2 separate regions of the Canis lupus genome follow, and region 2 is linked to region 1. The links are chromatin contacts, called in public Hi-C maps. All regions are on one chromosome and are shown on one strand. Each heading gives the region's core, a stretch centred on a gene start, on an enhancer-like site or on the middle of the called end of the contact. The rest is flanking DNA. Distances are from core to core; before and after follow the strand shown.

Region 1 (4,477 bases), core at 287-2,786:
TTTCAGATTTTAAGACTTTCTCTAGTTATAAAGTACTGTTTCATCCGCTTTTTAAAACCACCTCCTAACTACTACCTTTTAAACTACTTAACTGGGATCCCTGGGTGGCGCAGCGGTTTGGCGCCTGCCTTTGGCCCAGGGCGCGATCCTGAAGATTCAGGATCGAATCCCACGTCGGGCTCCCGGTGCATGGAGCCTGCATCTCCCTCTGCCTGTGTCTCTGCCTCTCTCTCTCTCACTGTGTGCCTATCATAAGTAAATAAAAAGTATAAAAATAAAAAAATAAATAAACTACTTAACTACCTCCAGAGTATCCTTTAATATTCATGCCTTTAAAAATAGTACAGAAATTAATCTGCACAAACTTGAATACCTGAATAGACCAAATTCTTTCCTTCCAGCACTTGTCCAAGCAAAAGGCACTCTGCCTGCCACTCAAACATCCTTTTTACGCCGTAACTGTGATACTTCTCCAGCACCGCTACGGGCAGTCCCCAGTTGGCCAACAGCAGCTGGTCTGTTCCATCGTCAGCAACCGTCTGCCTGCATTCCCCTTTCAGGAAAGGAAAAGGTAATTAATAGTTGAACCTGGCAGCCCGGGTGGCCCAGCGGTTTGGCGCCGCCTTCAGCCCGGGGTGTGATCCTGGAGACCCGGGATCGAGTCCCACGTCGGGCTCCCTGCATGGAGCTTGCTTCTCCCTCTGCCTGTGTCTCTGCCTCTGTGCGTGTGTGTGTGTGTGTGTGTGTGTGTGTGTGTGTGTGTGTCTGTCATGAATAAATAAAATAATAAAATCTTAAAAAAAAAAAAACTAAAAAAGAAAATAGTTGAACCTAATTCTAATATAGGACTTCGGCGGTCAGTCTTCCACTGTATTCTGAAATACCTCCGTGTGGGGCCGAGGCCAGATAACGCAGATGGTGACATAAAGCACTTCCAATGGAGGGATCTGCAAGGAGCACCGGGCGCCATTAGGCGGGAGCCTCCCCGGCACACACACACAGGTGATGAGAGTTGGCCAACTAGGAAGTCGTCTCCGTAGAGCTCCAAAGACCCACACGACGCTTGAATAGCATCACCGGGCTGTCGCCCACTACGCACGTCCATAGCCTAACTTAGAGACCGGCCGCAGCAGGCCAGTCACAAGCCGGGAACGGGAGTAGACGCCCAGGGGGCTGTGCAATCACGCAAGCCGCGGACGGTAACCGCTAGCCCTGCGGCCCGCGGCCCCCGGAGGGCCCGGGAGTACCTGCAGCGGCGGCCAGCCGCCCGCGGTCCCCGCAGCGGCGTCCCAGGCCCGGGGGTGGGCTGAGCACCGGTCCGCGGGGGGCCAGGAGGCCGTCACTGCCGTCACCGCCGCTCCCAGACACGGAGTCCGAGCCTGAGGCTGAACGCCGCCGCTTCCCACTCCGGCGCGGAGGGTTCATCGCGAAGTCTTCTTGGCGATTCAGGGAAAGCGACAGCCGCAGCGTCCTCCCGCTCCGGAGCAACCGGGCCCCGCGGCAGGTGCGGCCGCCATCTTCCCGCCACGGCTTTCAAACTCCGGCCTCCCAGCCCACGCCGGAACCATAGAGCGCTCGGGGCTGAGAGTCCCCTGAGAACCATAGAGTCGTGGGGAAGGAGCGGCCCTCGCCGGCGTCTCGGACCTCCCGCCTGTCGCCTTGTTGGCAGGTGGGCCCGGGATGCGCCTAGAACGAGGGACGCGGACCGAGCCGGGGGGCGGACGGCTCTGTAGGTATGGCCCGAACTTGTCATCAGCCTGGCCTAAGCACCTTCTTTTTTGTCCATTTCTGGTTTGAATAGCAAGATTTGCTGACTCCATACAATGCGTTGCCCGTAATAGGTAGCTCAGGGATGTGACTCTTCTTAACGTATTGGTATTTAAAATATATATATATATATATATATATATATTGCAGATTATGGTGCAAATCCCCACAGCACAAGTCTGGGAGATAGCATTTGGGAATTAATTCTGCGAAAAAACGAGGGTCTTCATTTTTAAAATGTTTTCGAATGGCAATGTTCTAAAAATTCCACAAGATGGAGACATTGCTCCGTGGAGGAAACATTTTTCCTCGTCCTCTTTTATGCGGTTTTCCTGCGTTCTTCGACCATTTATTGAGCACCTTCTGTGTACTGGCCATCAGGGTAGATGGAAGGGAAATGGCATGAAATGGGTCCTGCTCTCAAAGGGAAAGAATAGGGACGCCCGGGTGGCTCAGTGGTTGGCGCACCTGCCTTTGGCCCAGGGCGTGACCCCGGGGTCCTGGGATCGAGGCCCACGTCGGGCTCCCTGCATGGAGCCTGCTTCTCCCTCTGCCTGTGTCTCTGCCTCTCTCTGTGTGTCTCTCATGAATAAATAAATAAAATCTTTAATTTTTTTTTTTAAAAAAAGAGAAAGAATATAGAGAAGGAGACACATTAATAATTTTAAATTGTACTAGTAGTGTTCAGGCAGAAATGAACACTGAGATCAAGGGAAGAGTGAGGACTCCTAATTTACATTGTAGTCGTGCAAGAACTTTCTGAGATGCAGTACAGCATACAAGTCAAGAGTGCACATCTGGAGCCAACAGGCCGGGTTTGAAGACTTAATAGCTGTATGATTTTGGGCAACTTGCTTAAGCCCTTTGTGCTTCCTTTCTTGTGTGTATATGATAGGCATAATATAGTATACCACGTAGTTATTAATAATATTAATAATAACAGTGAGCCATGTGACTTACTAAATAAGTCATTATGTATAGAGTGCATTAGAACAGTGCCCTCCACATAATAATTACTATTGGAAGGAAGTGATATTTAAACGTTCTAATATTGCTTCCCATGTAAATCTTGCATCTTAAGGGAAAATAAACTAAAAAAAAAATCTCACAGATCTCACACTATTTTTTTTTATGATAGTCACAGAGAGAAAGAGGCAGAGACATAGGCAGAGGGAGAAGCAGGCTCCATGCAGGGAGCCTGACGTGGGATTCGATCCCAGGTCTCCAGGATCGCACCCTGGGCCAAAGGCAGGCGCCAAAGCGCTGCTCCACCCAGGGATCCCTCACACTATTTTTATTAGGTGAACTATGATCAAATGAGGAACATAATTAGGAATAAAATGTAAGGAATAGTTACTGTCATCCCAGTAAGAAGTCTAGAGAATATTTTCAAATTTACAGTTTATTTCAAACATGCAACATCTGTTTCTAATTAAAAAAAAAAAAAAACTCAGAAAAGTAGAGAAAAGAAAGCTACTTTTCCAAAATATTTTAAAATTTTGTTATGGTAACAGATATTGTAATAATCAATGCTACTATGCCAGAAGTATTCCCCATCTTTTAATTGTGTCTGAGCTTGTGTTCCTTGGGATTTTATTTTTATTTGTAATTCTTCAAGATCTGAGTTAAAATCTTCCAGAGGGGATGCCTGGCTGACATAGTTGGTGGAACATGTGACTCTTGATCTCCCAGTCATGAGTTTGAGCCCCACTGTGTTTACTTAAAAATAAGGGTTTATTTAAAATAAATAAATAAAGTCTTCCAGAAAAAAAAATATTTGCACATATTTCTGCCAGTTACCTGGGAGACGTACCAATTCTGGGCCACTTTAATCTCTGAGTTGATGTTTTGTAAAGATAAAGAAGTAGTAAAATGACCTGAGACACTCAGAGCCATATTTGGATGGGCTTCCAGCCTTATCACTTCAATCTGCAGACCAGATATTTCTCTGCTTTACTTACTAAGGGTGCTGCCCTTCTTGAGTTTTGGCTTTTTATAGTTTTTTTTTTAAAGATTTTATTTATTTATTCATAGAGACACTGAGAGAGAGAGAGAGAGACAGAGACAGAGAGAGACAGAGAGAGAGGCAGAGACACAGGCAGAGGGAGAAGAGGCAGAGGGAGAAGCAGGCTCCATGCAGGAAGCCCAACATGGGACTCGATTCCAGGACTCCAGGATCACACCCTGGGCTGAAGGTGGTGCTAAACCGCTGAGCCATCCAGGGCTGCCCGCTTTTTATAGTTTAGATCTTACCTCTCACCTGTTAGGAGTCCCAGACTCCTATCCCCCAGAATACATAATCCATTAAAGTCCGCACTCTAGACTACCAGGGATCCGAAGATATCACTATGGTAAACTTTGGTTCCAGTGCTTCACTTACTCTTTTACAATGTTTAATTATTTGATTGACATTTCTGCCCTACAAGGAATTCTTTGATTTTACCAGTCTAGTCATGAATTTTTTAAGTATATTTTTTACATAACATCCAGCATTTTAAGAAAAGTGTGCTGTACTAGAAGTGGTTTCTTGTTCAGTCTAATATTGCTGCAAACAGAAGCAAAGGAAACTCAAATAACAATAGATGTACATTCAAATTTGTCGCTGGATTATTTTAATATGTTTGCACAGATAATAGTGATTTTTTTCCATTGAAATTGCAGAGGTTATACAGAAAAATAAAATTTATGGAAACTACATTTGTCAATTGAC
Region 2 (4,188 bases), core at 706-3,205, 180 kb after region 1:
TGGTCCCCAAATTGGGTTGGGAGTGTCTAGAGTGTAGGCAGGAATTTTTTTTTCATCTTTTTAAATACGATCTTGTAGGGCAGCCTGGGTGGCTTAGCGGTTTAGCGCCGCCTTCGGCCCAGGGCATCATCCTGCAGATTCCAGTTCGAGTCCCACGTCGGACTCCCTGCCTGGAGCCTGCTTCTCCCTCTGCCTGTGTCTCTGCCTCTCTCTCTCTCTCTCTCTCTGTGTGTCTCTCATGAATAAATAAATAAAATCATAAAAAATATGATCTTGTATATAACATTTACTGTGCTATGTACACCGTTATCCATAACTAAATATATTTGGGATATGCTTGCTCAAAAATGTTTTACTAATAGCTTTTGCAAAAAAAAAAAAAAAAATGTTTGGGAACTACAGATGTGGTCACATGTCACGCAGGGAAGACAGGCGCATTATTTCGATGTTCATCCCCCGGTCATAAGGGATGAAAACGGAAAAGCCCTGAAACGATCGGTGTATAAGATTTGCAACTTTTTAGGCCTCTTCAACTTTTCCTGTGTCTATTCCACGACCAAAGCTTGCCATTTCCAACTTAACCTAGGTCTGACTCTTCATAGTCATTCTGAACCGCAGAGATTTAGTTACTTTATGTTTCTGGAAAGGCCTTCTTGGGCCTTTCTCTGAGGAGTTCTCCACTGCCATCTCTCAAAGAACTGTAAGGCTCTTTTATTTTTTTTTAACCTTTTTTTTTTTTTTTTAAAGATTTTATCTATTTGTTCACGAGAGAGAGAAAGAGAGAGAGAGACAGGCGGAGGGAGAAGCAGGCTCCATGCAGGGAGCCCGACGGGGGGGGGGGACTCGATCCCGGGACCCCGGGGTCATGCCCTGGGCCGAAGGCAGATGCTCAGCCGCTGAGCCACCGGGCTGCCCTCTAAGATTCTTCAAAAGCTCAGAAAGCTTCCAACTACCGCCACAGGCCCAAGGACTGACCCAGTGACTCTAAATATCCCTGCCCCTCACCTAAGCCGTCCTGTCACCACAGACCAACTGGAACTCCTTAAATAAGTCAGACAACTACATTCCTCTTTGGTCAGGGGACTCAGCCTCCCGTCTCCCCGACACAGCCCTCCCCTTCAGCAGAGGGGCATCCTCCACACCACCAAATCCACTGCTCTTTCCTCCAGAACTTTCTTCGGGGTTTGGTTTCTTCTAACGGCCCGCCCACCTCTGATTCCTGGGAGGGTCGTGCGGATGGCACCGCCGAGCTCGTTCCGGTCTCCGAATCTCGCCAGCACGTCCTTACGCAGGATCGTCTGACAGGCCCCCTCTGGTGTTCTATCCGTCGTCACCGTTTTCTGTCATCTCCGCCTTCCAGAGCTTGGACTCCTTTGGGTCCCGCCTCCCTTTCCGGAAACTAAGTTTGTTTAGGGCCTGAGCGCCGCGGGGGGTGGGGGAGGGGGAGGGGGAGGGGCGGGCAGGTTCTCCCCGACGTCAGCCTGCTGCGTACCCGCGGCGGCCTCAGCGAGGCCGAACTGACAGGACTGACCAGACGGCCGTCTCCGTCGCTCCCGGAGAAGAAACGTCCTGGGCAAGGGGCGGGCCGCGCGGGGAGAGCCCACGAAGCCCTGCGACGGGGCCCGCTTGCTTGTGAGCCGCCAGAACTAGGCCTGGTGGGTTGAAGGGAGGCGTGTGTAGGGCCGGATCCCGGACGGAATCGGAACGAGGAGCGGGCAGGGAGGGGACCCGAGAGTGGCCGCTTCGGCGGCGGCCCCCGCGGACGGGGGTGACCGTTAAAGGACTCAAGGAAGGGAGGACTCACCTGGGAGAGCGTGCGGCCGGAGGCACCGGGGGCCCCCTCCCAAACGCGAGCCACGTCAGCTCGGGAATCCCGTGCGCGGCACCTACCGCCGCCGCGCCCCGTCAGGGGGACTCAACCACTCGCAGTCGGGACGGAAGACGGGATTAGGCCCGCGACCAATCAGGGCTATCGGCACGGCGTTACCACGGAGACCAGGCACGCCTTGTTTGTAACTAACCCATCAACAATGACGGAAGCCAATCAGCGCCGGGAAATGCTCGGCTTCCTCAAAGAAAGAGCCAATCAATGGCCTCTAAACAGCGGCGGAGGGGCGGCGCAGACGCGAGCGAGTGCCCCGGAAGAAGATCCGCGGAGTAACCGGAAATGCCTGGAGGGCGTGCGTGCGTGCAGCGGCGGGGGTCAGGTGTTAAGCCGTGGGAAGGGGAAGCGACTGGGCTGCTGGGGGGGCGGGGATTCGGTCTCCCTGCAGTGTGGACGGTCCTTGAGCCGGGTTACGGCGGGCTTGGACTTTAGTGGATCCCCCGTACTGCGGGTACCAGGTGTTACAGGATTGGATGAGCTGTTGCAGAAGGGAGTGGGGGTAGGGGGCTTGCTCTTAGAATCAGCGAGGAAGGAGGTCGTCTAATGCGATCTTTCCATTTTTACTATGAAAAATGAGAACCGGGTTAACAAATTTGTTTTTAAATTTATTTTTCATGAGAGACAGAGAGAGAGAGAGAGAGAGGGGCAGAGACACAGGCAGAGGGAGAAGCAGGCTCCAAGCAGGGAGCCCGACGGGGGACTTGACCCCGGGTCTCCAGGGTCACGCCCTGGGCCTAAGGCAGGCGCTAAACCGCTGAGCCACCCGGGCTGCCCACTTTGCCACCTTTTGAATCTTTGTTTTCTCCCCACTACATTATTATGTCCAAAAGACAGGAATTTTTATCTTTTGGTCTCAGCTGTATTTACAGGTCCAAGAATAGTACGCGGTAGGCCACTCAGTATCTTTAGAATCTAGGAAGTACATACGATTATCACCATTTTATACTGGATAGAGTAAGGTTTGAAAAGATTAAAGAATTTGCACAAATTCACATAATGAGGGGCAGAGCCAGGATTTGAAGTAACTATCAAGGGGTGTCTGGGTGGCTCAGGGATTTAGCGCCTGCCTTTCACCCAGGGTGTGATCCTGGAGGCCCCAGATCAAGTCCACATCGGGCTCCCTGCATGGAGCCTGCTTCTCCCTCTGCCTCTCTCTCTGTGTCTCATGAATAAATAAATAAAATAAAATAAAAATGAAGTAACTATCAAATGCCAAAGCTGCAGTACTGCATCAGTACATCATATTCTCACATTGCTGACTACCAGTACCCAGCAAAGCCTGGATCAGTGCAACCACCAGTCTTCACTTGTACCTTCAAAGTGCAGCATGTTGCAGGAGAAAATTTAACGTATTTTACATACTCAGTTTCCAACTTCATCCTCAGCATACTCCAAATCTTTTGTGTGTACTCAGCTTCCTCCCCCATTTCCCACAACAGTTATTCAAACTTGGGACGGCCTAGGTGGCTCAGTGGTTGAGTGCCTGCCTTTGGCCCAGGGCATGATCCTGGGGTCCCAGGATCAAGTCCCACATCAGGCTCCCTGCGTGGAGCCTGCTCCTCCCTCTGCCTATGTCTCTGCCTCTCTCTCTCTCTCTCTCTCTCTCTCATGAATAAATAAAATCTTTAAAAAAAAATAAAACAGTTATTCAAACCTTTAACACCCTCCTCACATTCGGAGCAGATAGATGAACTTCTGTCTCAGAGAAAATCAAAACCATCTGCTTGGGGTCCTATTGAAATAGTTACTCCCTTACACAAACATTGTCTTTCTCCTTACTTCCTTGTTTCCACATTCAGCCTTAGAACAGATCTAGTTTTAATATAATGAAATCTTCTTAGAGGAGAAGAGATTAGAAAATTGTCTGTATCGTAAGTAGATCTTAGGGCCCTGCATTTCATTCTTGGGTCAGCACAGACTGGGTCATTCAGTGAGAACTACAGTGAACACTAGGAAAATGAAGGTATAATACTGGGTGGAGGTTAAAGAGCTAAACAGGTTTTTTTTTTTTTTAAAGAGCACTGAAAGACTGGAAATAATTTAGAATGCAATTTAATGGAAGCAGTTTAGGCCCTGAGAGAGTATTCAAGAAAATAAAAGATAATTAGGAGTTGACCCATCAGATAAGAGGGAAAAGAGCAGTGGAGGCAAATGGAGCAGCATATGCATGGACTAGGGAATGACATGAATAATTTGAACTGGTGGACAAGAAGTGGATCACGAAGTAGTGTGTGATTTTTTTTTTTTTTTTTTTTTTTTTTTGTGGAAGGGGTTTGGATATTCTGAACACTAGAAGCTGCAGA

Evidence for each region. Hi-C and Micro-C count contacts between places; a contact is called where the count stands out from the background.
Region 2: a Hi-C map of blood shows a contact between it and region 1, with 4 times the contacts expected there. The contact joins the promoter of GOLGB1 here to the promoter of POLQ in region 1. A contact is called at or near these places in 3 of 9 Hi-C or Micro-C datasets (amygdala and blood).

The regions. Positions count from the first base shown.
Region 1 is chr33:25,475,376-25,479,852 of UU_Cfam_GSD_1.0, forward strand. It overlaps POLQ (DNA polymerase theta), which reads right to left and starts at 1,537. Exons shown (of 30, transcript XM_038582983.1): 1 at 1,248-1,537; 2 at 374-553. The coding sequence starts at 1,425.
Region 2 is chr33:25,656,762-25,660,949 of UU_Cfam_GSD_1.0, forward strand. It overlaps GOLGB1 (golgin subfamily B member 1), which reads right to left and starts at 1,956. Exons shown (of 21, transcript XM_038582998.1): 1 at 1,805-1,956.